Linked DNA regions of Mus musculus: regions 1 and 2 are each linked to region 3. Evidence: chromatin contacts called from public Hi-C and promoter capture Hi-C data. All regions are on one chromosome and are shown on one strand. The core of a region is the stretch at or near the end of the contact, and the rest is flanking DNA. Distances in the headings are between cores, read along the strand shown. Region 1 overlaps Dock10 (dedicator of cytokinesis 10). Region 2 holds the start of Kcne4 (potassium voltage-gated channel, Isk-related subfamily, gene 4). Region 3 holds the start of Mrpl44 (mitochondrial ribosomal protein L44).

What was found. Promoter capture Hi-C pulls out the DNA fragments that hold promoters and counts their contacts. A called contact is a pair of places that touch in the nucleus more often than the background predicts.
Region 1: a contact with region 3 is called in a Hi-C map of B cells, with 10 read pairs. The contact joins the enhancer-like site here to the promoter of Mrpl44 in region 3. A contact is called at or near these places in 2 of 484 Hi-C or Micro-C datasets (B cells and bone marrow-derived macrophages) and 3 of 115 datasets of contacts at active chromatin or transcription factors (bone marrow-derived macrophages, memory CD8 T cells and microglia).
Region 2: a contact with region 3 is called in a promoter capture Hi-C map of stem cell-derived epiblast-like cells, with 4 times the contacts expected there. The contact joins the promoter of Kcne4 here to the promoter of Mrpl44 in region 3. A contact is called at or near these places in 11 of 39 promoter capture datasets (the 3T3-L1 cell line, 3T3-L1-derived adipocytes, cranial neural crest and 6 more), 1 of 484 Hi-C or Micro-C datasets (uterus) and 1 of 115 datasets of contacts at active chromatin or transcription factors (astrocytes).

The regions. Positions count from the first base shown.
Region 1 is chr1:80,657,627-80,661,685 of GRCm38.p6, reverse strand. All of the region lies in intron 1 of Dock10 (dedicator of cytokinesis 10), which reads left to right. Among named protein-coding and RNA genes, the nearest start is that of Dock10, 99 kb to the left of the region's middle. Within about 2 kb of position 1,780, at least 61 of the 459 cell types and tissues checked have an H3K27ac peak or open chromatin away from gene starts, as enhancers often do. A contact at or near this core is called in B cells, bone marrow-derived macrophages and microglia, where this site is marked.
Region 2 is chr1:78,814,714-78,818,918 of GRCm38.p6, reverse strand. It overlaps Kcne4 (potassium voltage-gated channel, Isk-related subfamily, gene 4), which reads right to left and starts at 2,008. Exons shown (of 2, transcript NM_021342.2): 1 at 1,923-2,008; 2 at 1-1,308. The coding sequence starts at 1,282. The coding sequence ends at 770. The region is part of intron 3 of Gm29536 (predicted gene 29536); the gene reads left to right.
Region 3 is chr1:79,773,012-79,777,390 of GRCm38.p6, reverse strand. It overlaps Mrpl44 (mitochondrial ribosomal protein L44), which reads right to left and starts at 1,373. Exons shown (of 4, transcript NM_001081210.1): 1 at 1,080-1,373. The coding sequence starts at 1,258. It also overlaps a transcript of Wdfy1 not described here.

The sequences.
Region 1 (4,059 bases), core at 531-3,030, 880 kb before region 3:
TGACTCAGTTGAAGCCACAGAGGTACAGGGGCTTCCGTCATGATCTAAGAAGCAAGTTTGGTAACACGGTTCCTCAGTAAATACAAATCTGGGATGTGTTGATTCACTGGTGCTCCAGGTTCACAAGATTCTGTGTGGATAAGGTGGGGCTTGCCTCAAAAAGCATGAGTCGTCTCCTTTTCTGTGTATTCCCAGGTTAGTAGAAGCCCACCCAAATGGAACTTTCCACTGAACATTTATCTCAGCTTCGAAACAGTAAATGCCATCAGAGCCTCCTGAAGAGGTGGTAAAGAAGGCGCAAATCAAGTGACAGGATTCCTGCATGAAGACTTATGTCATGCTAGGGAATTTTAAAAAAAAAGAAAAAAGAAAAAAAAAGGGATGACTTTAAATTCTCTTAACTATTGTTATACATTACAGTGAAAGGAAGATGATAATTGGATGTAATTTCCACAATTTCTTTCTTTCTTTTATTTTTTTCCTTTGTAATGATCATGTGAGCATTGGCACCACATTCAATCTTTGCTCTGAGGCAAGTTTAAAGTTAGCTCAATTTCATATTAATCAAGAATACTTACGAAGAACTAGGACTTATATGTTTTTCAAACTGTGTCCTTTCAGTTTTTGTGTACTCTGCGTCTTTCAACATTTAGTTAAAGTTGTGTAATTGACTCTATTGGATTTTTTAAATTATTTTTTAAATTTTTTTAAATTAATTTTTTAAATTATTAGCTTATTTTCACAATTTCCAGATGCATTGACCAAGAATCAACTTCATATATTTGGGTCTGTGTTACCATAGGAAGTGTACCTGTGGGTCATGACCCCTTGGGGGGATAAGGACCCTTTCACAGGAGTCACATATCAGATATCCTGCATATTAGATATATAAAATATGATTCATAACAGTAGCAGAAATACAATTATGAAGTAGCAATGAAAATAATTTTATAGTGTTGGGGGGATCACTACAAACTGAGGAACTCTATTAAAAGGTTCCAACATGAGGGCTGAGAACCACTGGGTTAGACAGTACTGTGTTGTGAGAAATGTTCAGGAGAAATGAAACTTATTGCAACATCACTGTCAACCTACATCCTTGAATCGTATGTGTGCTGCCCTTCGGTTGATAATTTTCTCATAAGCTGCATTTGTATGTTTATTTTTAGCTTTTAATCAAGATTACTTAATATGATATCTACTATATAAGAAGTCTTAATGAAACTATCATTTCCTTTGTCAGTTTCATGGTCTAATTTGGAAAGATCAAATTCATGATTAATTTCACTTATTATGTCTGTCATCTGTATAGTCAGAAGCAAATGTGGAAGTTTTAAAAATAACCATGATTTATTGTTTTAAAATTGCTCCTGGCCTGTGGATTATGAATCTGCATGATTTCTGAGTGTTTGGCATAGCTTGGGTATGCACGACGGTTTGTCCTCTCCCTAGGAATGTTGCCTGAGAGCACTTTAGGAACTGAAATCTATAGGCAAAGACACTAATTGGAGAGATATCCACTGATTTCCTACATTCATCATGGTACATTGCATTATTGTGCTTTCATTCTGGTGAGCTTTAGAGTACTTACGAAGGATAACTCGTAGGCTAATGTGAGTCATCTCCTCCCTGGTCATGGACCCTCCTTTTCTCTTACTGCTTATTGCAAGGAACAATTAGAGTGGGGAATCTATTTAGGCCTCTGTGTAAGGAGCTAGTTAGCAAAAAGGAAGTACAAACTGAAGTCCCAGGAGAGACGTGCTAATGCTTTTCTTCCATTTTCTTGTGGCACTGGGGATCAACCCCAAGGCCTTGCACATATTAGTCAAGCACCCTATCATTGGACAGGGTGATGCTTGGCGAATAAGTAAAGAGACTGGAGCAGAATTAAAACAAATCTGGATTGCCAGGATGAAATTTGCAAAAGGATACTTTGAGAAAAAACAAAGAAGCAGGAGTGATCAGGACTTCTGAACTCAGTCAGTCCACACACAAAAAAGGAGAAGTGTGCTTTGAAACTTGATGCAACCTAAGAGCGTATGTGAAGGCAAAATAGAGGAATCTAAATAGATGGCAGAAATAGGGAAGGTAAATAGGTGCCAGGGAGCTGCAGAAGGGCTGGCTCCGAATTGATTGGGAGGGGAGCCTATTAACATAACAGGATAAATAGCATTTCCTCAAGGTTGACTGTTGTGGGAAAGACAAGAAATAATGCAGGAAAGAAGCTCCTGTCTATTGGAGTGCGCTATGGGCATTTGTTAGAGGAGAGGGGTCATAGCACATGGGAAGCAAGGTCATGATCCCACATCCTTCATCATATGAAAAAAATTTTTTTAAGATTCCCTTAAGGGCTGGGCATATGCCTCAGCGAGTAAAGTGCTTACCGTGTAAGTGTAAGTACCCAGGTTATGGTGGCAGTAGAGACTGGAGCTCATTGAGCCAGCTTGGTGACCTTGGGGTTCAGGGAAAGACACTCTTTCAAACAGAGCAGTTGACGAAGACACCTGATATTGACTACTTGCCTCCAAATGTATGTGTGTACTTGTGTACTCAAACACACACACACACACACACACACACACACACACACACACCCTCATGCTTACATATACATACCTACATGGGCATGTCCATACTCCATACATACACACACATACAAGATTCCCTCACTTAGTGGCAATTTCTAATGTGGCTCTTCATGGTATTATCCGTCTTCACTGCAGAAATCCTGAGTCTACATTTTCATTGTCTCTTCTCTTCTTTGCACTCCTAGAAATAATTTCTTGTCTTCTATTCCTGACAATCTCTTTCCTGAGGGACCCAGTGGCCTCTTGCCACTGTTCAGACCTCTAATTCTCTACACTGTTTTAAAAAAAAATTGCTAAGTGAGCAGCAATAGTACCCAAAATTATAGATCTATTCTAGAATCTTTCCGACAGGAAAATAAATTTTGACATTTTGGCCTTTGAAAATCCCAATTGTTGACAGAGTCTTCAAGGTGAACTGGACTGAAATTCCAACCCCTCCATCAATTTACTGGTTAGGTTGCACAGTTTTCAGACTCCATGGATCATCTGTTTGGAGAAAAATGCTCAACTGTGATGATCTCTTCTAGAATTAAGATACGTTCTCAATGAGAGACAGTTTTAATGTGTATCATAGCCCATGACATTGACCATGTATGGTAAACTCATTATGATAGTAGCTATTGTTACTATTATTAAGTATTTTGATGTAGCTGTGTTTTTTTTTCTGTAAGCAAACCTGCATGAAGTAGTCTTAATATAAGAGTCACCCCAAATTGGTCTCCTGAGATGAAAATCATAGAACAAAACAAAGTGACCTGAGCCCGGGCATAGCTTCCAGATGCTTTTATAAACCAAAGAGATCTGCCAGCACTCCCAGAACAAAGAGGTAGCTCTTGTGGAGAGCAAAATTATAGCTTGTGGCTGTCAGCACTGAAAGCAAAGCGGCCATATACTCTTCTTTTGTATCTCTCTTAGGAAAGTGATGGTCGGGTGAGTTTATCCTGGTAGGAAATTAGAAGTTACAGCTGCTCTTCATGGATGACCTTGGAAAGCCAAAAAGTGTTACTGGAACCTCTCTTACCCGATGCCCATGACACCAAGGGCACATTTTTCACAGTATGAAATGATATTGGGATGTATCAGTAATGCACAACTATTGAATTCCTGTATTCCAAAAAGCAGAAGTCATTGGCTGCAAGAGTTGTACACGAGCATTCACATCCAAATAAGCTTGGGAGGTGATAGGCCTCTGTTGCAGGTATGGCTCTTGGTATTACAGATTGAATTCCTTAATGTCAAGAATTCAAAATCTACTCACACTCAGAAGGGCACTGGAAGCAGGATATAGAAAGAACAGAAAGGAGCTCAGAGCCACTGAGGCAGAGGGAAAGTTGTCTTGGTAGATGGAAGCAATAGATAGTACTGTGACGCCCAACCCCATAGATGTACAGCTTCCACCCTTTTCCTTGCCACTGCCATTCCTTCACTCTCCTTGAGCTCCATTCCCATTGGCCCAGACAAGCAGACACCC
Region 2 (4,205 bases), core at 759-3,258, 960 kb after region 3:
GCAGAGCTGTCAATGATTTGGCCTTGTATAACCCCACCATTACCCAATCTGTGAAGGTCAGGAGGACCACCATGAACAGCCATCCCGAATGCAGGCTTGGTTATGAGGAAGCTGACTGGCAAAGAAAGCCATGCTCACCTGCAATGCTGTAGAGTTCAAGCTCACAGGTGAGACAAAAGCTCAGATGAGGTCATAGCTTATACTCCCAGCTAATTCAGACATGTGTACGAATTACCTTCTCCCTTTGCATTGTGCAAACAATCTGGGTTCTCTCTTCAGCTTTCTCCCACCTCCAAGTGAAATATATAACTGTCTCTAATCGAATGCCACAGGCACACATTAAAGATACTTACAGCCCATCAGATCTAGAAGAACAAAGCTCTAGGAAAATTAGCAAATCGAAACGAGTCCTTCAGCCTGCCCTGGGCAGTTGTCAGCCCTGGGCACAGACAGATGCTGCAGAAGTTACCCAGGGCCTCCAGTGAAAAAACACCACATTATCCAGCCAGATGCTGACCACAGACCCACCACCACCCAGGCCCCAGAGTCAATGGTCATGCTGTATGTCTCTGGGACTTTTTCAGAGATGAGTCCCACAGGAACCTCAAGGACTGCAGCTGAGCCTTGTCTCTCCCTGCCCCATTTTGGAGCTTGCCCTCAGTCTGTTCAATGTGGCAGCCGCAGAGCAAAAGCGAAACCCGGCACTTGGCAAGTGTCTTCCCTCTGTCAAGTGTAGCTTACGGAGCTACCTCCTAGCACCTGGTGGGTGCTAGGAATTCTGGTGGATGTTCTCGGAAGAGCCTTCACTGCTGTCGTTGAGAGGCGTCTCGGAGGTCTCCTCCAGCTCGTCATCAGCCCCCTCCTCCTGGATGGGAAGGTGCACATCAGGAGAGGAGGACTCGGAGCTCACACTGTCCCCTTCCATCGAGCAAAGAGTGCAGGACAGTGCCGGCGCCACACTCTCCTGCAGCATATTCAGCATCATGGGCACCTGCCCTGACCTCAAGCCGGACATCATAGGTAGCGGCTTCATAGCCTCCCCCCACAGCCTCTCCTCGTCTTTGTACAACAGCAGAAGGCTGGACTTCTTCTCCCGCCTCTTGGATTTCATGTAGCCCAGCATGATTCCGATCAGGAAAACGCCATAGAAGGACATAACGACCAAAATATAGAAGTATTCATTGCCATTACCACTGCTGTTACTAGGCACATGGGACTCGAGGGGGCTGCTGGAGGCTGCAGCGCTGGGGTATGTGCTGTTCAGAGGCTCCATCCTCAGCATTGAATTGCCGCTCACACAGCCGGGATCTGGGGAGAGAGCCGCAAGTTAAACCTTCCACCTGGATCCATGGGACAGGCAGAAGGCAAGCACATGGCTCGTGAAATTGCAATAGATCAAAATACACCTATTTTGATTAAGAACAGGAATGAAAGAAAGAGCTGAACGTAAGGCATCTCACCAAGCAGTCAACGGGTTAGCTCAGAGAGCTTGGAGCAAGTAAGAGAAATTAGGGGAGGGAAAGGAGGAAAAAATGAGAAAAATGTTCACCAGATAGAAAAATCGGTGATAGACAGACAGGTGATCGATAGGTAGGTAGATAGATAGATAGATAGATAGATAGATAGATAGATGGATGGATGGATAGATTATACACTTTATTTACATTTCAGAAAATAACTATGCATTAGCTCTATACTTTGAACATTATAGACCATATAAGGATTCATGGGGGGAAAGCATCTTAAAATTGAAAGGCATGCTTTAGCTGGCACGGCAGAAGCAAACTTTACATTTTGTTTCAAAAGCTTCAACTTCCAAAACAAAGTTTCCTTACATAAAAAAGAAAGAAAGAAAACTTTCTCTATTAATAGAACTATTCCCCCTTGCATGTCTCCGAAGACAAGGAGTCTTGCTAACTTACCAAAAGCTGACAGTTTGTCCCAAGTGTGGAACTCTTAAACGGCCAAATCTGAGGATGTTTCTCTTCTCTGTCAGGCTCTGCGCTCTGACAGCCCGGCTGCTGTCCTTGGGATATATAGTCAAGAAATGCATCGTCACGTGTTCCGGGAGGAAAATTTACAACAGAGGTTGACTGTGGCTGAGCAAGCAGCAAACTCAAAGCGCTGCAGTTCAACTCTCTGAACTCTGCAGCTGTGAAGAGAGAAGGAGGGGGGGAGTAGGAGCTCCCTGTCCCGGACCGACCAACCCAGCTCAGAGCAAGAGGCTTTGGGTGGCCAAAATCAAAGTGTGAAAAGGGGAGAAAAAAAAAGTGCTGCATTTGAACTGATACCCCAAAGCCCACTCTCACTGACTGAGTTTGTTTCCTTTTCCTTGTGGAAAGTGATTGGTTGATATGTTACTAATAGGTTTTCATGGGGAATCCAAACCATTAGAATGAAAGACAGTGGGGAGCAAAGGTAGGGTTTAGAGTCAAGAAACAGAAGTGGATGCTCACAGTCAGCTATTGGATAGATTAACAGGGCCCCCAATGGAGGAGCTAGAGAAAGTACCCAAGGAGCTAAAGGGAACTGCAACCCTATAGGTGGAACAACATTATGAACTAACCAGTACCCCGGAGCTCTTGTCTCTAGCTGCATATGTATCAAAAAAGATGGCCTAGCCGGCCGTCACTGGAAAGAGAGGCCCATTGGTCATGCAAACTTTATATGCCCCAGTACAGGGGAACTCCAGGGCCAAAAAGTGGGAGTGGGTGGATAGGGGAGTGGGGGGGAGGGTATGGGGGACTTTTGGGATAGCATTGGAAATGTAAATGAGGAAAATACCTAATAAAAAATATTTTAAAAAGAAAAAAAAAGAAACAATTGCTTCCGTGTTACGTTCTTCCACTAATTGAGTGAATTTGATAAACCCTCCCTTAACCTTCCCAGGCCTCGTATTGCTGCAGTAAAACTGTTGGCTAGTGAGGGGCAGGACTGCTCAGCAAACAGAGTTCTAAGAACTTTATGAGTTTTGGGTTTGTTTCAGCTTAACTACTTTAAAATGCAAGCTTCTACTTGCTCACATTATGCTCACAAATATTGTCCTTACAATCTCTTTTAGAATCTTTCAGATTCTGTCCAGAGATTGGTGGGCAACACTAATGCAGCAATTGAGAGGCAAATCAAGGGGAGCCTGAGCTCTGTGTCAGCTGAGCTACAAAGATAGAGTTTGTATGAAGACAAAAATCTTCAGATTCTCTTTAGTGAGCCGGACTAAGTGGAAATGTGCTGGCGAGAGCTACTGAGAGCAGGTTTTGCTCCATTCTACCTCACATGGCAGTGCCTCTGAAGCACCAGACAAGAGTGCCACACATCTCTGGGTATCTCAGACAGGTCATGGGAGAAACAGGTATTCTCAGCGAACCACCAAGCAAGGTTCAAAACAAGCTGCTATGCGTGACATGAGAAGAATCACCAAGAACTTGCTCGCTCGCTGGGCTGTTTACTCTAAAGGGCTGTCATTCTAATCCAGGGAAACTGGCAAGGAGCCTTTACATCTAGTAGCCTCTGTCCAAGGAGCCGCAGCAGGGCTGGCATGTATGACAACTTTAAAGACACCATCATTGATGGGTCTACTGACACTGAGCTGAAGGCACGGAGAAACATGTAAACTTCCCTCTGACTGCATACAGCACATACGATCCAGATGCTAGAACTGTCATTGTGAGTCTGGCTCTGTGCCTGATGTGAATTCTGACAGGCATCCTGGGAAAAAGAGTTGGACCAGTAACTTACAGCACTGGACAACACACCAGATGCTTTGGTCAGTGCTCACCCCGTAAATCTCCAGCCGGCACGGAGGGATCGGCCACTGACCCCAGCACCAAGGTTGTTCATGCCAGGAAATTTCACTCATATCAGTACATCTGGGTTCACCACTCTGCCAGTTCAAAACTCTACAGCTACATGGTAGACCTGACCTTTTCCACCCACCCACCACATAAGCACTGGCGGATGTCCAATCCACATGGGCATGCCATGGCACATCTGGAATATTAGAATAGGAAAGTACCATGAGAAGCATTCCTATTGGTACTTGCCATAGTAGTATTGCCCAGGTACCCTGAGATAGATGAGATTAGTCATCACTAGGGGATTGCCAGGCACTGCAAACTAGAAAAAAGAAGGTAGAGAAATGGGTCACCACATCTTAACAGGAGCTGGAGCAGGAGCTGACAGCCAGGTGTTAGAAAGCCAAGCAGCCA
Region 3 (4,379 bases), core at 124-2,623:
GCGAGGGTTGAGGCTGTTCTAATTCAGTGGTAGTGGTAATTGACACAATGGCCTGGTGTGTGCAGGTACACTGTACAGACACACAATTCCAAGAATTAAATGCCTTTTCCTAGAGAAAATTAAATGTCTTTTCCTAGAGAAAAATAATGCCACAATAAAATCCTTTAAAGTTAAAAGAGAGAAGAAAAATAGATCTAAGTTTAAAATCATAAATCTAAATTTGTTTTCTATAGTTTTTTCCAATTTTAACTCATTAATCTTAAAATACCCACCTGTCTATTGGGCAAGGGAATGTAAATTAAGACATGATTCTGAGTCTTGCTTATTAAACCACAATAATTGTGCAATAGAAGGTGTATTCTCACTGGTGTTAGTGTAAAGGGGATTAATATTCTCCTGGAGGGCAATATTAAAATAGTAATCAAAGTCTCAGCTCAGGAATAACTAGCTAACTAGAGACAGTTCCTGCTTCTTTGGTGTTCTAACAATCTAACGGAAGTCAAATGCCAAAGAAACTGTAAGAATGAAGTTGATCTTCGTGTACTTTTGCCCACTAAGACAGAGTATACAGAAAGTGCATGATGCAGGATCGTATATAAGCATGATGCACTTTAGAAAAATCTGTGGGGTTTTTGTTGAGGTTGTTGTTGTTGTTGGCTGTTTTGATTTGTCCGACAACCCCCCCCCCCGCCCCCAGGCAAGAAGATTAATTAGATAAAAAACCTAAACTTTTATCCTCACTCCAGGCAGTGGACATGAAATTCTGTTACACACAGAATTAAATGTTTCTACCCTGGTACGCAATATGGTAGAATTGATGACCCTATTCCTCTTTAAAATACCCAATTGGCCTGAGATTAGGAAGTGACAAAATTGGGTCAATCCCAATCCCAAGCAGTTACCCTCTGGTCGACCCCATTTGCTTATATTCAGCTAGTGAGATTCTGCAGGGGACAGCCCAGCCCCTGTCGCCCAGTTCCTCTGCCCCATGCTGCCTGCAGGAACGTGCCCACCGCAGTTGCCTGCAGCCTGGTGTCCTCGCCGCCACCTTAGCCTCTCCACCCTCCCGAGACGCCTACCGTCGCACTGGCGGCGGCGGGCAGCGTAGCAGGCGCCATCGCTCCAGCTCTTTCTGGAAGCGGAAGGCGGCACGGAATCCCTTCTTCACTCCCCGAACCGGAGGAGCCAGCGTGGGGACGGCCGGAGCCAATAGGCGGCGAGGGCCCTGCTGCAGCAACCGGAATACAGCAGAAGCCATGGCAAGAACAAGGCAATAGGAGGCGGAAGGAAGACAGCCGGAGCGGTGTAGCCCGAACGCGGTTCCCCGGAAACTGGTGCAGCAGCAGAGAGAGGCCTGAACGCTGGAGGACACCGAAGAGGGAGCATGGCTAGTGTACTGCGCGTGCGCAAGTGCTTCTTTCTGCCCATTCTGTAAGTATGGGTGCAGAAATTGTTGAGAAACAGTTGCTTGACCCTATCAGTCTCGCTTGTGTTTATTTCTCATTAAAGCAGAACAAAAACTAGTTTTTAAAGTTCTAAATAAAACACTTAAATTTTCACAAGAAAAACATTTCTTGTTTACATTCAGTCTTAAAAGTTGCAGACCATCATTCCAGCCACTACTGAGGAAATGTTTTCAAAGTTTAAGGCTTCACCCAACCGTTTCCAAAAAGTCTCGCTTACAAAAGCACGTTCAGAAGTGTGTTTAACTTAACCAAAATTAAAGTTTGTATTTTAAAACAACTACTTTCCTCCCACCCTACCCCCCTCCCACAGGGGAAGACTCGGGACCAGGAGGGGTACATAAAAATATTAACAGTGAAATTACAAGTTTTTTTTTTAAAAATCTGTATCAACGTTTGAAGCTTTCCTAACAAAATATGAGTAAAAGACCTGAAGTCAGAAATGGAAGTGTCTCTGCTTCTTTTCCCATAGTTTTTATGGTGAACATCTTTTCCTTGAGAGGCACCTGTATGGTTCTTATACAAGGGAAACAATTCCCCTGCACTCACCCAGTTAGACTCCAGGGTCTTTGTGCCTGCTTTCACAAACAGCTTGTTCATTTTTTTTCTCTTTTTTTATTATTATTATGTATTTTCTTCAATTACATTTACAATGCTATCCCAAAAGTCCCCCCACTCCCTCCCCCCCCCCACTCCCCTACCCACCCATTCCCATTTTTTGGCCCTGGCGTTCCCCTGTACTGGGGCATATAACGTTTGCCTGACCAATGGGCCTCGCTTTCCAGTGATGGCCGACTAGGTCATCTTTTGATGCATATGCAGCTAGAGTCAAGAGCTCTGGGGTACTGGTTAGTTCATAATGTTGTTCCTCTGATAGGGTTGCAGATCTCTTTAGCTCCTTGGATACTTTCTCTAGCTCCTCCATTGGAGGCCCTGTGATCCATCCAATAGCTGACTGTGAGCATCCACTTCTGTGTTTGCTAGGCCCCGGCCTAGTCTCACAAGGGACAGCTATATCAGGGTCCTTTCAGTAAACGCTTGCTAGTGTATGCAATGGTGTCATCGTTTGGAGGCTAATTATGGGATGGATCCCTGGATATGGCAGTCTCTAGATGGTCCATCCTTTTGTCTCAGCTCCAAACTTTGTCTCTGTAACTCCTTCCATGGGTGATTGTTTCCAATTCTAAGAAGGCGCAAAGTGTCCACACTTTGGTCTTCGTTCTTCTTCAGTTTCATGTGTTTTACCAACTTCTTATGCTCGTTTTCTGCTTCTGTAACTCTGCCTATTTGCCTGTCAAATCCTCCATTTGGAAACCCCCTACTCTTGGACGACAAAAAAACCTTATCTTCCCTAGATCTAATGAGGATCTCTTGAACCCCACCTGTATTGAGAGACAGCCAATGTACACAAACTTTAGAGGTTTGTTTTAATCAATTGCTTTCTTTAATTAATTTGGCCATCATGATTTGAGCTAGGGGTCTTTTTCCTCACATCTGTGGGATTAACAGTAATCTCAAGCTTAATAAAGTTAGTGAAAGAGATCCACACACATTGGGAGTTCCCCTTCATACCTCAGATTAGGAACAAACCACACCCAAACACCTGCTTTCACAGAGAGATCCTTTATTAAGTGGGGGAGGAAAGTTAAGGTGGCTGCTTTCTCACTCTGGCAGAAAAACAGTAGAGAAAGAGGGGGGTCATGTTAGGATGGATGATACATTTTGATTGGGTATTTTAATTAGATGAGCCAAAGGGGGCTAATGATTGCTGGCCTTCAATACTTACATAGCTGGACTCTGGCAGTCAGCCTTAGGAGGAGGAAGTGACCAAGTAAAGGAATAGACCTTGGTGGCTAGCTTTAGGAATGTAGTCTAATGGTTTTTAGCAAGGCAGAGGGAATGGAAAAGAAGGACAAGGCCTACCAGAGCCAGGCTGCCAGAGTCCCTTCAGTTAAAGTGATGTCTCTATGTGCTGAGGCTCTCAGAAACAACAACTATAAGAATAACCTGTAATGTCTCAAGTAGTTTCTCCCACTTTTGACCCACATGAAGCTCAGAATTAACATCTGCATTCAGCTTGCTGTCATTCCACTGATGTAATCACTTAAAACTAGTATACTCTTGGTTGTCAACTTGACTACATATGGTATTAACTAAAACTCAAATGACCAGACACATTTTCGAGGGTTTTTTTTTTTTTCTTAATTAAATTACTTGAAATGAGAATTTTCGCTGCTAACCCAGAGTTTTGAGGTGGGGAGATATACTGTTACTCTGTGCCTCACTTTCCGCTGGCAGCCTATATAAAGGACATGGAGGAAGGAAGCTTGCTTTTCTTGTCTGCATGCTCTGGCTAGTGCTGGCAAGTCAATCTTTTCACTAGCATTAGAGCCCACTTCTCTGGGATTTCAGCATATACTGAAGACCAGCTGAGACATCCAGCCTTGTGGACTGAACACCTTTGGATTCTTGGACCTTCTGTTTGTAGGCAGCAATTGTTGGATTAGCTGGACCACAGCCTAATGGTCCACAAGGCCATTCTAATAAACCCCCCTTCTCTATTATTGAGAGATTCATTCTAAGTTTTGTTAAGTTTTTTTGTTTTGTTTTTGTTTTTCTTGGGAGTTTAGCTCATGATAAGGTACAACAATTACTTTTGAACCCATGGTAAGGCAGTAACTCAACATGGCAGAATGTATAATGGTACAAAGCTTGTTCATTTCATGCCTAAGACATAAGAGAGAGTTCATGAAGAGAAAAGATCAGAGGCCCCAAAATCTCCTTCAAAGGCCCATCCCCAGTAATTGACAATCTCCCACTAGGCCTCAACTAATGAAGGTCCCACTATTTTTTTAGTAGTGCAATGGACTACTGAACAAATTTTTATTACATATGCTTTAGGGGGATATTACAAAT